Regions from separate parts of the Bicyclus anynana genome. Here region 1 is linked to region 2. The links are chromatin contacts, called in public Hi-C maps. All regions are on one chromosome and are shown on one strand. The core of a region is the stretch at or near the end of the contact, and the rest is flanking DNA. Distances in the headings are between cores, read along the strand shown. Region 1 holds the start of LOC112048100 (cAMP-dependent protein kinase catalytic subunit 1). Region 2 has its middle 5.4 kb from the start of LOC128198700.

What was found. Hi-C and Micro-C count contacts between places; a contact is called where the count stands out from the background.
Region 1: a contact with region 2 is called in a Hi-C map of whole body, with 2.5 times the contacts expected there. The contact joins the promoter of LOC112048100 here to the enhancer-like site in region 2. A contact is called at or near these places in 2 of 2 Hi-C or Micro-C datasets (whole body and whole larva).

The regions. Positions count from the first base shown.
Region 1 is chr13:10,576,269-10,578,968 of ilBicAnyn1.1, forward strand. LOC112048100 (cAMP-dependent protein kinase catalytic subunit 1) reads right to left here and starts at 1,448. Exons shown (of 1, transcript XM_024085481.2): 1 at 1-1,448. The coding sequence starts at 1,126. The coding sequence ends at 65.
Region 2 is chr13:10,510,125-10,512,824 of ilBicAnyn1.1, forward strand. No RefSeq gene overlaps it. Among protein-coding and RNA genes, the nearest start is that of LOC128198700, 5.4 kb to the left of the region's middle. Within about 2 kb of position 1,252, at least 6 of the 8 cell types and tissues checked have open chromatin away from gene starts, as enhancers often do.

The DNA.
Region 1 (2,700 bases), core at 198-2,697, 66 kb after region 2:
GAGCCACAATAGATTCACTATAACGAGACACCTGCGCGACACTAACGCGCAGACTCCAGAGCGCTCAGAACTCAGCGAACTCCTTCGCACACTTCTCCGTGGAGGAAATGCGTAACGCCTCTTCCTCGTAGTCATCAAAGTTGCTGGTGTCTCCGGGGCCTTTGCAGCGGGGTATGAACGGCGCCTCGATCTTCTTCTGGAAGACGGCGATCCAGTCGGTGCTCGCGAACCATTTGTGTCCCTTTATGTCGTTCACACCCGCCTTCAAATTGCCGTACCGCTTCGTGAGATCGACTTGCAGAAGGTTCCGCAGCAGGTCTTTCAGATCGGACCCGAAGTGTGAAGGGAAGCGAACCTTACCTGACACGATCTTCTCGTATATCTGTATCGGCTGGTCGGCGAAGAACGGCGGATATCCGGCCGCCATCTCGTAAACCAACACGCCAAGGGCCCACCAGTCTACCGCCTTGTTGTAACCCTTGGACAGGATGATCTCGGGCGCGAGGTACTCGGGTGTTCCGCACAGCGTCCACGTGCGACCCTTCACCCGCTTCGCGAAACCAAAGTCCGTCACCTTGAGGTAGCCCTGCGAGTCGATCAGCAGGTTCTCAGGCTTGAGGTCCCGGTAGATGAGGTCGAGGTAGTGCAGGTACTCGAACGCCAACACTATCTGGGCGGCGTAGAAGCGCGAGTGCGGCTCCGAGAAACGACCGACCTTGCGGAGGTGAGAGAACATCTCTCCGCCCGGAACGTACTCTAGAACCATGTACAGGTTGGAGTTGTCCTTGAAGTGAAACTTAAGGCTTACGAGGAAGGGGAAGTTGATCGCCTGCAAGATTCGCTTCTCGTTCAGCGTGTGTTCGACTTGCTTCAACTTGACGACCTTTTGCTTATCTAATATTTTCATAGCGTAATACTCCTTGGTGGGTTTGTGTTGCACTATCATGACTCGGCCGAACGAGCCCGTGCCGAGCGTCTTTATTCGCTCGAAGTCGTTCAGTCCGGCGGTATTAGTAGGATTCTTCTTCCATTTCTCCTCGAAGTCCTCCTTGGCCTGGTCAAGGAATTCCTTGACGCTCTCGGCGGCGTCCACCTTTTTGTTGGCGGTGGCAGCATTGTTGCCCATGGCGCACACCACTCGCTATTCCAGAGCCCCGATTCGCCGTTATAGAGGCTGTCTGTGTGCACTAATCGATGCCCCTACGTCCGTAAGAAACGGGCAGGTCACCACAGACCGATATGAAACACGAACATTATCAACTTTTACAGCACGAATGCACGTCACAAAAGACACTTGTTGGAGGCACACATTGACACGATTAGTTTGAAATCGAGAAATTACGAAAAATATTTTGTAACATTCACAAGAATAAAATGGCTTCCACTGCCAAACTCGATCGACAGAGCGAGATCGAGCGAACGTTTCGCTCACGGGTGGCGGTCATTATAACGGTGTTGCCATTTGATTGGAGAAGAAACTACCTTTATTTTTACAATTTCTACCAATATTTCTAATTTTGACCTAGACGATAGAAGAAATGAAATAATGTGTAAAGCTAAAGTCCGATTTTTTTTTCATGACTTTTATGTAGAATACACGTAGAAGACGAATAAACGTGATTTAGTCTGTTATTTATATCAACTGCCTCTAAAGTACAAAAAAGTCGAAAATACTAATAAATCACGGTGCTTCCACGAAAAACAAAAATAAACTAACCTACCCCATTCTTCGAAACTAATACTCCACAGCTCCAGACCATATGCTATGTCAGTAAAAATTTACAGTAATCTACCACACCATATACGAAATGAGGAAAAAGATATTGTATTCAAAAAGATATTACTTTTTTCGACTTTCTTTATTTCGGGACATAAATAAATAATGGAATAAGTAATTAAAGACAAAATTGTGCATGTGTGCGCTCAGTTTTGTAGCCTATTATTCGGATCTCTTTTTGCGGTGATTTTGTAGGGTTGTAACCGATCTATAGTATAAAATTATCATTGATTATTATATATATAAAACAAAGACGGGTTTGTTACAACACTTATTACTCGGGACCTGCTGGACCAATTTTCATGGTTGTCTCCGCCTCGAATAGCAGAATACATCTTATAAACAATGAAAATTAGCATTTTTTTAAGGTAGAGGTAGGATATTCAGGCAATACCATACAATACATTTTACATTATATAATACTAACGGACCCGATCAAGCTTCACTATGACTTTTGTACACTTATTCGCTACCCCTACCCTACCTCTACCCCACCCCTAAACTACTCCTACCCTACCCCTTACCTACCCCTAATCTACTCCTACCCTACCCCTACCAAATCCCTACCCTACCCCTAAGAATAAATATGAAGCACCTACTTGACAGTTTTCGTAAAAATATATTAAAACTGTAAGTTTTATACCTGTAATAAATATAATTTTTTAAAAAAGAAATGTTATATAATAGAAAAATAAAATAATTTTTATCCATCTATTTGAAATTAGCACTAAAACAACAGCTCACATATGACGTCACGGTCATCACGATCGTTTATGATGTTTTTAAAGCAATTATAGGATTGTTTTTTTCTCTGCCTATGGTTTAATATTTATTTTTAACTTGTGTAATACCTACTGACATTTGACAATATTACATGACACTGACAGCTCACATTGGTATTCTTTAGGATTGAGCAGAACACG
Region 2 (2,700 bases), core at 2-2,501:
TACAAGTTGTGAACGCAACACCTGGTAACGGGTGTGGTAACACGTCGCTTGTTGGGTTCTTTTCTACTTTACATTTTTTTATTGTTCTACGCATTTCTGCTAAGGCCACAAGGTCACAGCAATCATTTGTAGATAATATTAAATGGGTAGATATTTAATTTTATATAATTTCCAATAGAATGTAAAAATTGCATTTATTAAGAAACTTATTATTTAGAAACTGAGAGAGATATGGGTTGAATAAAGTTGTTTCTCTTACTTACTCTTGATGCTGCGTAGAAACTAATAGAGATTTGGGTAGAATGCAGATGTTCCTCTTACTTACTCTTGATGCTGCGTAGAAATTGACAGAGATATGAGTAGAATAAAGTTTTTCCGCTTACAAGTAAGCCCGCTTCCATCTTACGAGTATCATAGCTTAACAGTAACTATAAATTGAATTTATAAATTCAACACAGGCAAAAATTTCCACGAAGAACTGGTACTCTCCATTCCTGTATTGTTTTAACTGTAGGGTTGGTACACAACAATAATATTTTACAAAAAATTAATTGAAATATTACACGTAATATGTATTAACAAGCTTTGCCCTTATTTGTTTTATTGTGAAGAAACCTGTACGCGAAAGATTTTTCTACAAGATTAGGAGAGGTATATCTCTCAAGTTATTATGAAATAACAGACAGACACAAGTTTTATTAATATGTAAGTATAATAATAATATTTTTTGCTTCGACTTTTATAAACAACATATATTGTACCTACGATTCATAGACACAATTATTACCACTATCAATCACTCGGCTTACGGAAATGCATTTAATTATGTTGAAAGTTGTCAAATAGTTGATCCACGCTCCGCATATGGAACTACTTTTGTGCGCCGTTTTTGTGTAACACCAGCTGACGCCGTTTCGCCCGCGTGGTTCCCGTTCCCGTAGTAATACGGGGCAAAATTATAGCCTATACTTCCTCGATAAATGTGCTATCTAACACTGAAAGAATTTTTCAAAACGGACCAGCAGTCAGAGATAAACGGGTTCAATCAAACAACAAACAAACTCTTCAACTTTATAATATTAGTAGGTATATAAGTAAATGCATTCTTTTTTTTCATCGCTGATTCAGTTTATATCACTGTTTTTATACTATTCGTATTTAAATCCACCAAATTGTGTGCCCAAGGGCCCAGTGAAGCTTAAGCTTAAGCTTGAAGGGCCCCAGTGACAACCCTATGAGCCCACCCACACGCGAATGATGAGACGCTTCATATCCGGCGGCTCCCCATTCATCGGACGCGTTCAACTTCGCCTGCGTTTTAATTAAAGTCATCACACTTTTTTCATTACCGCCTCAGTTGAGTTGCGAATGAGTTCATACACGATCATACCTACAATTTCTTTTCTTTTTTATTTGAATGGAGGAAGGCAAAACATTAGCTTATAGATGTCTAGGTTGCAAACAACAAGAGCTACATATAGAGATAAATATGTGTCTTAGGATGGAACTTATAAAATATCTATAACCCAGTCAAGACCGACACAAAAATGGTAAAATTCGCAAAAAAATCTCTGATTTTTTTATATATTATTTGGACTGTAGATATTCTTATATCTATGTTTGGACCAATTATGGCTATTTATATCCAAGTTTTTTCTGTTAAAACAAAGAAAATTTCAGTGTTTCAAAGCCCGACTTCAGATACCTTCTTCTTAATCGTTTACTCTTGGCAGAGTGGTTGTGGTTGCAAAGATAAGCGACGCATTCTGTGCAATACTTCTCCAGTTTTGGCGATGGCTGCATTGGATGGGAACACTCAAACGTGGATGATTATGTAGCAGCCTTGACGAAATCCATCCAGCGGCATGGAGATCAGCCTCTGGATCTTTTGCCTTCAACTTGACCCTACACTACCAACAGCTCAGTTGAATCCTGATTTCTAGAGATGTGGCCAAAGAACTTTGACCCAGGATCGTAATATATAAATGCGTTTGCATTTCATCAAGAAAACTCGAAAACCGCTTGACATAGGTACAAAGATGAAATTTGGCTTGGACGTCGGTTACAGTTAGTAGCGATCCGCTAAGAAAGACCTCCGTGGCGCAGTGGTATGCGCGGTGGCTTTACAAGACAGAGGTCCTGGGTTCGATCCCCGGATGGGCCGATTGAGGGTTTTCTTAATTGGTCTAGGTATGGCTGGTGGCTAGTTACCACCCTACCGACAAAGACGTACCGCCAAGCGATTTAGCGTTCCGTTACGATGTCGTGTAGAAACCGAAAGGAGTGTGGATTTCATCCTACTCCTAACAAGTTAGCCCGCTTCCATCTTAGTTTCGACCATCATTTACCATCAGTCACGGGCTAACTTGTAGAAGAAAAAAAAGGATTTTGCGAGAGGGCCGGATTAAGGAGGTCTAAGGGCGGACGAAGTCGCGAACGTCCGCTAGATTCTTATATCCATCCCAGTCACATCTATCTATACATAAACTGTAGTTCCCAATACACAGTTTAATATCTAGTTAGTTGACGGTGAAATCTATCCGGTAACTAACAAGCTCTAGCAGGCTATTATTTCAGTAATAGCGAATCAAGCCTGCAGCTCTGCGATGCCTAAACTCATTCGGCGAATTAAATTCTGCAGTTTACCAGTAATAAGCGGGTTTATAACGTAACCGCTTAATTTGTATTACTGGATTAATC